4 separate regions of the Zea mays genome follow, and all the other regions are linked to region 3. Evidence: chromatin contacts called from public Hi-C data. All regions are on one chromosome and are shown on one strand. Each heading gives the region's core, a stretch centred on a gene start, on an enhancer-like site or on the middle of the called end of the contact. The rest is flanking DNA. Distances are from core to core; before and after follow the strand shown. Region 1 holds the start of LOC103635655 (obtusifoliol 14-alpha demethylase). Region 2 holds the start of LOC100278816 (putative mediator of RNA polymerase II transcription subunit 26b). Region 3 holds the start of LOC100279616 (Putative disease resistance RPP13-like protein 1). Region 4 holds the start of LOC100193903.

Region 1 (3,464 bases), core at 586-3,085, 140 kb after region 3:
CGGGGGTTCTCAATCGGTCGTACCCCTTCATATATATAGGGGGAGGTCTGGACCCGTTCCTAGGGGATAGCCAACAAATCTCATGTGATTAGATAGATAACCACGCACGAGATAAGGATAATCACCCGACCGTCCACCACTTTGAGTGTTCAACACATGTCCCCTGCCTTTTGGTGGAGTTTGGCGAACCAAAAGCATCAACACACTTCGAAACAATAAATCTCATGAGTTATTTTGTTCCAGAAGTAAAGACTCAACTCGACGCAAGTCATCAGATCTTGTGATTAGATAATATAAATATTTGATAGAAATTTGATGCATAGAGGTCATTTCGGATTGCATCCTCTTCGGCCTTGTCTGCCTAATCAACATGTCAAGAGGCAAAAACTTGTAATGCCCCCAGCCCGAATAACTAAATGGATTGGACCAGTAATATGGATTCATCGTCGTACCACCCCACATTTGAGTAGGACAAGACATCGGCGATGAATAGATTGGACAACACCATAACATCCCTGGAAGAGGATGACCAAGTGATCTTGGTTGCACCAATCCTCTGGCCGGTTTAATCGGCCTCTTTTTTGCACAAATCACACGTGATTAGATGGATAACCACGCACGAGATAAGGATAATCATCTGAATTAATCTGATCGCGGGGCCGCGGACCGTCCGGGCCCTAAGGCCCGACCGTCCGTCACTTTTGGTGCTCAACATTAACAACTAATTAGATCCCCTAACCCGTCATTATCATCATTGTCACGTACGAGTTCGATGTGCCTGGCGGATCAAGTTCTATACGGGTAGGCAAGAGTTGGTATCTCCGGATCGAAGGCGACATTATAATCTTTTTAGATGTGGATATCCTTCGTAAACAGACTATATTATATTAGTTTTATACTAAGTCAAGTATTATTTCTTTGACCATCTATTTTTTTAAAAAAAAATCTTACAACTCCAAAATACACGAATTATGTAAGTTGTTAAGAAAGTGTATATAGTGAATCTAACAATATAAATCTTATGTCGTGAACTTATATAAATTATGCAGAACGATGTTTAACTGAAGACAAAAAAATTACGCCATGTAAAAAATGGTGGGGGTAGGTGGCTCCAAACTGTCAGTGCGGATGTTCGTCGTCTCTGAATCAACAATTAAAGTAGAATGACTCGGTTAATTAATGGCAAATCAATATATATAATTAACGAAACTGTGCCGGCTTGTTTGGCTGTTAGTCCGTCACATATACGACAACAACGATACAGAGGTATCAAATGAATGCAGTTTTAGAATCAACATCACCAATCTTCTGGCCTACTCCCTTGTCCAAATTACCCCTCCGTCTCATAATATAAAGCATAATCACATTTTGTTCTTGTCCCACGATATAAGACGTGCTATCTCTATATACACATACATCGATGCAATGATATAGAGAGAATTAAATGTATTTTTTAGTCTTTAAACTAGGGATGATCATATTCACACCTTATATAATGGGATGGAGGGAGTAGCTTTGATCGATGTTTTTTTTCTTCGAAGCACAGGTAAACTCTTAATACAATTATAGTCTTGTCAAAATATTTTTAAGACAAATGAGTGCATATGACTGTTAGGTTTCAAAACTAAATAACAAAATATATTTGTAGTTAAAGTTTTATAAATTTGACTCAAGTCGACTTGTAATTTAGACCTGAAGGGATGGAGGGAATAAGTCACTATCACAACTGGAAGAAACGAAAAGGCTTTGCCGGCTTGGTTAATGAGAAATCAACTTATTTAATCAGTAAAAACTTTGTCGACTTGTATATATGGAGGCTCTGCGCTACTGACTTATGGTGGCTGCATTCTTTTGGTTCCTCTTAAGACTGTCGTCGTCCTTTCTGTTGGCACTGGTTAATCCACCTCATTATATATGTGGTAGCGTACTATATCTCTCAGTCTCCATAACTTCTTTGCTACTACTACTAGTCTATTATCAACGAACTCATGCTTGATCAGGTTCTTGCAGATCGTATACATCGTCAACCTGGTTGGCTCCATCAATCACTGATTACAGCGACATGGATGCTGTGTGGTTCACCGTCTCTTTCCTCGCCATCGCCGCCATAGCCACCAAGATCATCGCAAAACGGCGAGCTACGACGTCTGCCCCAAGAAGCACCATACCAGCTCCGCCAGTCGTGGAGGGCAGATCCCTCGTGCGGTTCGTGCACACGCTTTTTACCAAAGGTCTGCGAGCCACGATCCACGACGAGCACGCGAGGATGGGGAGCGTGTTCACCGTAAGTTTCTTGGGACTGATGAAGACGACGTTCCTGGTGGGGCCAGACGTGTTGAACCATTTCTACAACGGGCCGGAGTCGGATATCAACCATGGCAACATGCTCGACTTCATGGTGCCCATGTTCGGCAAGGAGGTCGGGTACGGCGTCGATTTCGCCACCCGGTACGAGCAGATCCGCTTCTACAGCGATCCGCTGAAACGCCCTTCCAAGCTCAGGATACACGTCGACCCCATCGTCCAGGAAGTAGAAGTATGTTTTCTGTCTGTTATTAACTTATATTATTATTCGTGCGTTTCTTTTTTTTAAATTAATTATCATCATCATAGGGTTACTTTGCAAAATGGGGAGAGGAAGGCACAGTGGACCTGAAGCACGAGTTCAGCCAGCTGCTGATGCTGATATCAAGCCGGTGCCTGCTCGGGAAGGAGGTCCGCGAGAAGATGTTCGACGAGATGCACGCTCTGTTCCACGAGCTGAAGAGCGGCATGCGCCTGTCCAGCGTGCTCTTCCCCTACGCCCCCACGCCGACGAACCGCCGGCGCGACAGGGCGCGCGCCAAGCTGTTAAAGATATTCAGCGAGGTCGTGCGGTCCCGGAGGAGGCGGGGCGAGGAGGAGAAGGAGAAGGAGGAGGACGTGCTGCAGAGCCTGATCGATTCCAGGTACAAGGACGGGCGGGCCACGACCGAGGAGGAGGTCACCGGCATGATCATCCTCCTGGTCTTCGGCGGGATGGACACGAGCACGCTCGCCAGCACCTGGACCGGCGCGCGCCTGCTCAGCACCCCGGCGGCCATGGCTGCCGCGGTCGAGGAGCAGAGGCGGATCCTCACCGACCACGGGCACGGGGACCGCGTCGGCTACAGTGAATTCATGCAGATGACCACCCTCCACTGGAGCATCAAGGAGGCGCTGAGGATGCACCCTCCGTCGGCGGTGTTCTTCCGCAAGGCGCGGAGGAGCTTCGGCGTACGGACGAGAGACGGCCGCGAGTACGAGGTCCCGGGTGGGCATACGGTGGCGAGCCCCGTGCTGTTCAACAGCCACCTGCCTAGCGTGTACAAGGACCCCGACGTGTACGACCCGACCCGGTTTGGGCCTGGGAGGGAGGAGGACAGGGCCGGCGGTAAGTTCACCTACGAGGCGTTTAGCTGCGGGCGGCACAGCTGCGTCGGCGA
Region 2 (3,254 bases), core at 439-2,938, 220 kb before region 3:
TGAGAGTGCACACGAGGTGCCGAATCTCTCGTGAGTTGTGTTTCCGCAGCCGATTAACAGCTCTTCCAATCTCAGTAGCCTGCAATGAACAGTCCTAAGATTAAGAAACCAAACAGCCAGAGCAAACAGGGATCAACACATCAAATAGCTCATATGTACGCAATATCCATTTTGTACCTTTAGCGTAGAGACGGACAATTGCATCAACTGCAGCCTCCTCAGTGAATCGAACAAAGTGGCATCCGACTGCAGGAACAACATGATTTAGCTCAGAGGAATTCGAAGTTTAAGGACCTTATAAATAAATGAAGAAACGAGGCAGTCTGCCAGTACATGGTCTTCCTTGTGCAGGAGGAGTTCCTTGATGCGGAGGACCTCGCCGACGATCTGTGACTCCTCATCGATCTCATTGGTGAGCGCCTCGAGCTCCTCAGCGTCGTGGTCTTCCTCCCCTTCTTCAGTATCATCCGCGGCATGCTGCTGCTCATCTTCCTCCTGTTGGTCGCCATCTTCGTCATCATCATCGTAGTTGTGGCCATAGTTGCTCGCTGCGGCGCGGCGGAGGCGCTCGTCGTCAGAGTCAGAATCATCGTCCTCATCGGCGTGGCCATGGCCATGGCCGCCGCCGCCGTGGGTACCGTTGCTGCTGCTGTCGACCTTGCACTCCTTCTCGGCGACGCGGCGCACGCTGCCCTTGTCCTCCTCAACGGGAGTGGCCGGGGTGGTGGACGCCGCGGCGCTGCCGAAGGACGGCGGCGCCGCGTCGCGGCGGAGCGCGGTGAAGAGCCTCTCAGCGATGCGGTCGCGGCGGTGCAGGAAGTCCCGCGGCGCGTCGGCCGCCGCCACGAGGATGGCGTTCTCGATGACGTCGCAGATGCCAGCGCCGGCGCCACGGAAGAAGCCGCGCCACCGATCCAGCCCGTCGGCCATCGCCGCGGCCGCCACCGGTCCCCGCCGGGCCACCGTCGCCAAGATCAGCCTCCCCCGACCGCGATTCTCAGCAGCGCAGCCAAGGGCCGATGCTCCCCCTTCCTGCTTCTATCTGCTACCAAATTACGCCGCGCGCACCGGCACCAGAACCAAGAACCCAATCTCTCCCGCCCGCCCAACGGCGAATCAGATTCCCCCGAATCGGGGCCGGGGCAGGGGCAGGGGCAGGGGCAGAGTCACCAGCCAACCGATCGAGAAAACAGCGGAGGAACAAGAGCAGGGCGAATCCGGAGGCGGAAGGGATCGATCGCGAAGGAAAAAAACTAGCAGCGTGACCTTCCTCGGGCCCCACGTCCCCGTTCCTTGTCGGTTTCAACAACCTCACCGGGAGGGAGTTCCAGCGCGGCGCGGAGGTAGCCTAACCAGAGCAAATCTTATCTGGACTGCCTGGCTGACCCCTAGAGCGGAAGGAAGCGGGGAGGAAACACAGGGAAGGTGAAGTTGAAGACAGGAAGGGGATGACGATGAGACGGGCGGATAGGGACGGGGAAGGCAGGGTGCGCACACCCACGAGACCTACGCGGCTACTACTACCAAACACCAGCAACAACTAGTCTTTCTCCCATGGCCCATGCCTCGCCACCACTAGCAGCTGCAATTGCGGTAACAAACTGCAATTTACCAGAAGAAGCGAGCGAAGGGCAGCAGGACTCGGCCGTACTCAACCCGCAGGAGATGGCGGAAATGCTACGGGAGATGGGTGAGACGCGGCGTGGCTGATTCTTGTTGCGGTCGACTCGGGCGTCGGGGGGCGCCCTTTCCGGTCTCTTTCCTTCTCTCTCTCTCTGTGTTGAGGAGCAGTGCTGCTAGGTTGATGATGCTCACTCACAAAGTCACAGGGTGGTTTTCCATCATGATTATTGTTTAGTTGCGTATAATCTGAACTATTTACTATTTGGTAAAGCATATCTCTCTCGGGCCATAATTGCAAAGTCATTTGCGTACCGACTACCGAGCACAAGTATTTTCAGCACTGCACACAGCGTGTCATGTCAAATGGATGGGATGCCCTCACAAGCTTTATCATATATTTTTATTCTGTTTTCTTCATGTCGTATTTCAATGTTTAATCATTAATTTTTTTAAAAAATCCATATAAAGTCGGAACATGTACAATGTGTGTTAAATAAAAAATTTATTGTAGTGAATTTAATACAGCTTGGTGCGTGGTACTTGTTCTAGTTGATAGGTTGAATGAGACAATAAAGACGTAATTCTATATGAAACAACTGACGAGACATGAATATAACTTTTGAAAAAAAATGCTTGTCGTTGTAGGCAACTGTTGTGCATTTGTTTTTTAAAAAAAGACGGAAGACGAGTTTTTTAACACAGTCGTGCGACGCGCTGCACCTAGTACAGAGCAGGCTCTCAAGGTGGCAAAATCGTAAGACACAAGAGGTCCGCGATGCTTTGCAATACATGAGATGAGGAGTCGAATGCTATACTATAGGTTTCGCAATACATGAGATGATAACCCATGGTCGCAAAAAAACAAGAACGATAAGAATGGGTGACGGTATAATAAGTAAGATTGAACGAAAAGAGCGAGAGAGATGGAAAGAAAAAGAAGAAAAAAATCCTCTCCGGAAATCTCGGGAAAAGAAAAAAAAATACTATAGCCATCAAAATCTTACACCAAACAATCTGATGAAACTATAATAAACAGCGAAAGAAATGCATCGTCTGTTTTTGCAGTGTTAGCATCTTGATCCGAGCATCCTGGCTTATTCCCACGCCGCGCATAGATACTCCCATTTCAAAAGTGGCATGTGTTTCATGCTTTTTGTTGAGAAGGAATTCCGTCTCTGTATTTTGTCCCCTGTGCACTGCGTGCGCATCTAGCGTCTCCCACCAGTAGTGTGGGACAGTGGCTGGCTAGGGTTGTTTCGAGGTTCTTTTTTTTATTTTCATTTTTTTTAAATTTTCTACAGTAGTATGACTTACGCGGGTGTTCCATTTTGGAGTGGCTGCTGGGGTAGCCGAAGGGCCAGTCGTGTGTCCTTTTCACTAGCAACCATATGCTGGCTTCGTGTAGCAGCAGAGATAGTAGGAAGGAAAAAGGAAATGGAAGAGTATATATTAAAAAAAAGATAGATCGATAGATAGAGAGAGAGAGAGAGAGGAAACAAAAAAACTTCACTTCTCACGCACTCGAAAGAAAATCACTGGAATTGAGGGAGTTGTATATATATATGGTTGGTTGTACTATTGCACAACGGCGACCCACACAAGCCGCAGTCCTGCGACGAAACTTTTTATAT
Region 3 (3,251 bases), core at 555-3,054:
AGTTTTCTAGGGAAATGACCTGAAGATAACGATGAGCTTCTGAGGACTAACAATGTTTGCAGCCTTCCCAACCTGTATTTGCTCTTCAGCTGTGGTAAATAATCGGTTGAAACAGACAGATGACGAACTGTTGGTGGAATCACAACAGGGATGCCCTCGTTGATTTTCATACAATCATGAGCAGAGAAGTGCTGTGCCAAAATGTGCATTAGGTCATCAAGGAAGTAATATGTTTGCTGGTCTTTATTTGCAGTACCAAAGAAGGATCGTGATAGGAGATCATCAAAGTATTTTTGCCCTAATTCTTCCAGCCCTTTCCCTTCTGCTGATGATTGAATGAAACCGAGAGCTATCCACATATTGACCAACTGAGAGCGACTGAACCTCCAAGTTGATGGAAATATGCTGCAGTATGCAAAGCAGCGCTGGAGATGACCCGGCAAGTGTTTGTAACTGAGTTGGATGGAAGAGATAATGATATCATTACTAATTTCTGTGTTCACCAGGGTTCTCCATTTCCGTGTGCTCCTGGTGCTCCTTGCCATTTGCCCAATAGCTTTAGCAGCTAAAGGTGAGCCCTTAACCATTGCAACAAGAGTTCCTGCAACCTCTTGCAACTCAGGTGGAAAATCCATGGTTTCTCCACCCAAAGCAACTTCCTTCAACAGCAACCAACAATCACTGCTTCTTAATCCATCAAGCGAAACCAAATAACCCGCATTCAGAACCTCAGCTACTAGTTTCATCCGAGTGGTCAACAAGACCTTGCTCCCAGTTGTGGCAGATCTAAGTGGCACCAACACTCTGTTCCAAATGCTCCTATTCTCCTTCTCGGTTTTACCCTCATCAATCCAAACATCGTCAAGTACCAGGAGGAACCTCTTACGTGCAACCAGATTCTCAAACTTCTCCTGCAAACTGTCTAAACTGGCAAGACCGTCATCACACGGTTTATCATCTGCACAACCAATGGACTGTAAAATCTCCCTGGTGAGCTCGGCCTCATCTGATCTGTCCCAGACGCAGACCCAGGCTCTCAGATCGAACCGCGCTTCAACCCTCGCATCGTTGTACACGCACTGAGCGACCGTGGTTTTGCCGATGCCTCCATGGCCAACCACTGCAATAACCGGAGATACCGGACGGCATGTTTCCTCGCAATCGTCGACGAGCCTGGAGATTATGGAGTTGCACTCCTCCCCACGCCCGAGTACCTTCCGCTCCGCGAAAACGGAGCCGGTTACCCTGTTCGGCGACCGCACACCGTAGATGGCCGCAGCGCTGCCAGGTCGCAGACGCTCCGAATCGTCGCGGGCGCGGTTGAGCCTCTCCGTCAGCCGCCTCAGCTTCCGTCCGGGGCCACGGAACGTGGCGTATACGCAGGCCGAGAGCGGAGGGCCGATCTGGCGCCGGCGGTGGAGCTCATCTAGGATGCTCTCGGCGTCGGCCACCGCGTCCCTGAGCTCGAAGAGCCAGGCGTGCAGGTCGGGCACCTCAGGGTCGCCGGGCGTGAGCCACCTCCAGCGCTCGAGCTCGCGGGCTACGGGTTGGATCCGAAGGAGCGCCGCCGCGAGAGCACCCAGGTCGTTGCGGGGCCCGACGACGGCACGGGAGAAGGCGCTGGCGCGATCGGCGAGCGCCGCGACGTCCTGCGACACGGGCCACGGCGCGGGGGCAGGCATCGGCGCGAATTGGAGGCTGCGTCGCGATCGCGACGGATCCCGTGGGTTTGCGCCGGTGAGAGGATGGGGATTGGGGAATTGACGGATTCTCCCTTGGTCGTCGCTTTCGTGTGGCTTTCGCACTGTGCTGTGGTCTAACGTAGCGAGGATCGGGAAGCCGGGACCAGAGAAGCAGAGATGGTAACAGCTACCTAAAATCCAACGCGGCTTTTACTAGTGAGTTAACCTCTGTTTCAAAGAAATAATTGATAAAGTTGATAGCGCAGAATTGTGAAACTTTAGATGGCATTTAGATTAAAATTATTTTTTCAAACTATTTTAATTTATATTATAGACTATAGTTTCACAGCTTGAATCTAAACAGTCTCAAACAGACCCTAAATATATGAGTGGTCTTCAACTTATCAAGTGATACTACTTGGCCTCTTCTCTTTGCATGTCAAAGATTTTTATTCTTCTAAGCACACCATTTGCTATGAAATACTCGAACTTCTTGTCTTCAATCAAAGTCACAATAGTCTTATTCCTTGGTGAATAAGCCTCTAACATGATTTTAATGACCTTGTGATCATTGATTTTATCTCCACGAAGACCTCTAATCTTCCAACAATGACCATCAATCTATCAAACATGTCTTGTGGCCCTTCATTATCGATGATTACAAATTAGTTGAGCTTTGCCATCAATAATTCAATCTTTGATTGCCTTACTTTGTCAACCCCTTCATGAGCAATATGCAAAGTATCCTATATTTTTTTTGGCAAACTCTAAACCCACAACTTTGTTGTATTCTTCCCCACTCAATGCACTCAACATGGCACTTGCGGCTTGAGCTTTAAGATGAATGTGATGGTACTCAAGTGAGTTGGATTGCTAGGATTAAACAACTCATACACACCATTCTTAACAATCTTCCAAAGCTCTAGATGAAGACCTATAAGATAATCCTTCATATTGTGCTTTCACTTGGTAAAGTTAGTCCCATCTAAATGAGATAACTTGCTTGCATGTACATTTATGGGAGTTGTCGAATCAAGGTTAGACATAGGGAATATGGCTCCATAAGTTTTCTTGATATTGTCACCCATTGCTTTGTTTTTTCTTGTCATTCTTGGAGATCAAATAAGATTTATCATCATCTCCATCTTTGATGCTACTTGTTTCATCTTCACTTGTGGCACTCTTACTCTTCTTCTTTTCTTGCTTCTTCTTCTCCTCTCCTTCTCTTTTACTTTCTTCCCTTCTCAATCTTCTCCCTTATTTTGGCAGTGGAAGCGTCCTTTTGGCTCAAGTTCACCATTTCCTTTCAAATACTTTGAGACTACACACATGATCAATTTGAAAACATTGTTAGTCTCAAAAAGGTCAACTTATAGACTATCCTCCCCATAAATGTGTGCATCAATTTCACTTGGACTTATGAGATCGAGGGATGATATCTACAACTTGACCATAGTATAAACATGAATATAAATAAAGAAAAGAAACAATAGTACCAAATGAATAACATGATCAAAGGTATAACAAAAATGTGCAATGTGTGCAATCTTTAATCCAGGTTTCGAGAAT
Region 4 (3,370 bases), core at 661-3,160, 250 kb after region 3:
AACCGTAGCAGTTTACTTAATGATTATCTTCGTCCTAGTTGGCTGTTAGCACAAAGCTGCTGGAGTTTAATTTCTGCTGCAGTTTACTTAATGATTATCTTCGTCATATAGATGTCTTGTACTCTTGTAGTCTTGTGTATGATTTATAATACCGGGTACCCGAATTCTACCCAAACCCAAACCCGAAATTGCGGGTACCCGAAATTGCGGGTACCCGAAAGTTTGGGTACGAGTACGAGTTCTACTGTTGAAAACCCGAAATATAAAAAACCCAAAAAACCCGACCCGAAATTTCGGGTAAACCCGAACGCCCAGTCCTAGGAGAAGGTATGAGGCGTCGAATGCTTGGCGAATAGCAGACGACACCGTTAGTGTTAAAAACTAACTTTCGAGATGCTAAGTGAATACCGTCGAAAGTTACCTTATCTTCTAAGAGGTTGTTTAGTCACCGTCAGAAGTTAGGCGCTTCCAGTTGACTACGGCTGTCGGTCAAAGCCCTACGAGTTAACTTTCGAGAGCCCGCACTAAAACCGTTGGAAGTTGTCTCGCAGTACCACTCGGAAGTTATGCTAACTTCTTAGAGATTGCAGTACCCTTTCAGAAGTTATTAACTTCCTAACGTTTCTATAGAAAGCAGTAGAAAAATAGTAAGCCGTAGGAAATTTACATTTTTTATGTAGTGTTGGTCAAAAAATTATAGGACATCCTTTCAAGTGCCCCAAATATACTACACCACAGTGGGCTGTCCTATAATCTAGATTTAAAACTTCGTTGTCGGAGTAGAATATTTTATTGGTGTCCTAAATTCTATAAATTATATTCATTTTTAAGTTATAGTCATTTTTTATAGTTCACGCATTGGAGATGCTATAACCAAAGTATCCTAACAAGACCTTATTTGGATATCTCTTACTAGGGATGGATTCGGATCGGATACGCATGGAAACAGATTCGAATGTCACTATTTACCATATTTTAATTCGAATACGGATACGAATACGAATACTATCGGATACGAATACAAAACAGATAGTTCGAATTCGGATTTATATTCGGATACTTACTTGATTTAGAACATAGCATCATAACAAGTATTAATTTGTTTTATCGATGGATTTATAGTTGATAAAAATCACATTACAAGCAAATTATGAACAATAGTACATATACATTATTTAGTTGAAACTTAGTTGAATATCATATTTTTAAATAAAATATTTATATTTTGGACTCTAATTATAATCTTTTTGTATATTAAGTATTTGTATTTTGGACTCAAACTCCAATAATCTAATGTATTCAAAATTATAATTTTTAATATTATTAAAATTTATCATTGTATATCACTAGTACTGTAAGATTAACACGGTCATTTGTTTATGATATAAATATTTTTAACATTTTAAATAGTGTACTTCAGTTTTTAGTATATTATTTAATATTTAAAATCACTTGTAATTAGTAATTAGTAATAAAAGTAAGTTTAAATTGATTTTATTAAGTGCTTTTTTCTTTCGGATACGAATAGTATCGGATATTTCACGGTTTTGTCGAATGTTGTCGAATACGAATCTTAAATCGGATAGAGAAGAAACGAATTCGGATATGTCTATTTAACATCCATATTAAAATCGAATACGAATACGGATATCCATATTAGCGCTTTATCCGAATACGAATACGGATATTTCGGATCTCCAGACATCCGAATCCATCCCTATCTCTTACCCCTCCCCCCTCTCCTGCTCTCCCTCCCCCTTTGACCCTCCCCCTTGACCCTTCTCTTCCTCTTTCCGTCGCCGCTCCCATCAATCTTTTCCCTCCTCTCAGCGTTACCAAGGGCTATAACAAAACGACGACGACGACGAAAGAGATGCGATAAGATCTCGTTTGGGCCCTCAGCGGGATTACTTCGGAGCCCGTTTACACATGTCCAGCCCAGCTTTGTCTCAGGCCTTAATAGCCCAGCTCTGCCCGAGACGCCCTCCCACGGTCGTTTGTGTTTCCTTCTCCGTCAGCCGCGCCGCCGCCCGCCTCCCCAACTGTCAGGCGCCGCGATGGAGGCTCTCCACGAGGAGATGCCCTTCGACCTCGACTTCCACCCGTCGTCTCCGCTCGTCGTCACCTCCATCATCACCGGAGAGCTCTGCCTGTACGCCCTCCGCACCGCACAAACCGAAACTCCAAGCTTCCCGTCCCAGTTTGCTTGTTCTAACGCTTTTCCAATCTGGTTGGTTTCACAGGTTCCGCTACGGCCCGGAGTCGCAGCCTGAGAGGTACATACGGAAGCTCTGTTATTGCTCATGATCTGTTAGTTTCGCACTTAGAATTCCGCCTCGCGGCGCTCGGCACTGTGTTGCTTTGTTTGCAGCATCGGATTAGTGTTCCTTGGTCTTTGATTAGGCGTGCACAAAGTTTCTATAACTATGTAGTCTCTATCTACGGAGGACATATCCTGTGCAATCACTCATTTGGTGCAAGCGTGCAACCAAACCATCCAGAGCATCCAATCTAGATCCAACGGTTTCATATGAAAGGGGTTAAAAGTAAAATAGGTATTATGTTTCAGGTGGAAGGGGTTAAATGTAAAATAACAGTTATCATTAGATCTAGATTAGATGCACCAAATCGTTTGATTGCACGCTTGCACCAATATAAGTGATTGCATAAGATATTTCCCCCTATCCTACGGGCCTGAATTGAATTGCAAAAATAGAAATGCCATGTGGTTAGTGCATTCCGTGATTCTGGAGTCTTTGATTGAGGCTATGCACTTATGCTTTGGCAATCCGAAGGTTGATTCCAACCTTAGAGATTGACATTCACTTCGTTCTTGTTTGATACTAAGGTTACTTTTGTTAAAAGCCCACAAGGAGTCATGCAGAGCTGTTCGTTTTGTGGACTCAGGAAAAGGTAATGTCTTTTGTTATTGAATTCTGTTATATACCTGCCAGCCTGTGTACCCGCTTGCACTGCATGTCATAGATCGTTCTGATCTTTGTTTCTTACTCTGTTATGTTTCAAACACGATACTACAAAGTTAGCAGCTTTAAGCTGGCAATGACAATCTGGGACTAATTGGGAGGCAGCACACCTTGATACACCCTGTTGCATGCCTTATGTCCTCTAACCGTATCCTGATGATTTCCTTGATGTTGTGGTTTTGTTCAGTGATTTTGTCAGGGTCAGCTGATTGCTCAGTTCTTGCCTCAGATGTAGAATCGGGCAAGGCCATTGCCCGCTTGGAGGATGCACATGAGTGAGTTTTGTTAGTTTTCAGTGCTAGTGTTTTATTTATTTTCTTTGTGGAACTAAACATTGGCCCATTTGTAACATGATTTTAGGAATGCCATAAACCGCCTTGTCTGTC

What was found. Hi-C and Micro-C count contacts between places; a contact is called where the count stands out from the background.
Region 1: a contact with region 3 is called in a Hi-C map of leaf, with 2.9 times the contacts expected there. The contact joins the promoter of LOC103635655 here to the promoter of LOC100279616 in region 3. A contact is called at or near these places in 8 of 25 Hi-C or Micro-C datasets (bundle sheath, ear, leaf and 2 more).
Region 2: a contact with region 3 is called in a Hi-C map of bundle sheath, with 1.8 times the contacts expected there. The contact joins the promoter of LOC100278816 here to the promoter of LOC100279616 in region 3. A contact is called at or near these places in 2 of 25 Hi-C or Micro-C datasets (bundle sheath and leaf).
Region 4: a contact with region 3 is called in a Hi-C map of endosperm, with 4 times the contacts expected there. The contact joins the promoter of LOC100193903 here to the promoter of LOC100279616 in region 3. A contact is called at or near these places in 6 of 25 Hi-C or Micro-C datasets (bundle sheath, ear, endosperm and 2 more).

Annotation. Positions count from the first base shown.
Region 1 is chr8:106,419,593-106,423,056 of Zm-B73-REFERENCE-NAM-5.0, reverse strand. It overlaps LOC103635655 (obtusifoliol 14-alpha demethylase), which reads left to right and starts at 1,835. Exons shown (of 3, transcript XM_008658061.3): 1 at 1,835-1,919; 2 at 2,011-2,536; 3 at 2,614-3,464. The coding sequence starts at 2,063.
Region 2 is chr8:106,778,569-106,781,822 of Zm-B73-REFERENCE-NAM-5.0, reverse strand. LOC100278816 (putative mediator of RNA polymerase II transcription subunit 26b) reads right to left here and starts at 1,688. Exons shown (of 9, transcript NM_001323007.2): 1 at 334-1,688; 2 at 178-246; 3 at 1-79. The coding sequence starts at 930.
Region 3 is chr8:106,558,803-106,562,053 of Zm-B73-REFERENCE-NAM-5.0, reverse strand. LOC100279616 (Putative disease resistance RPP13-like protein 1) reads right to left here and starts at 1,804. Exons shown (of 1, transcript NM_001152612.1): 1 at 1-1,804. The coding sequence starts at 1,682.
Region 4 is chr8:106,304,512-106,307,881 of Zm-B73-REFERENCE-NAM-5.0, reverse strand. LOC100193903 reads left to right here and starts at 1,910. Exons shown (of 15, transcript NM_001138976.1): 1 at 1,910-2,152; 2 at 2,244-2,276; 3 at 2,849-2,913; 4 at 3,172-3,259; 5 at 3,345-3,370. The coding sequence starts at 2,058.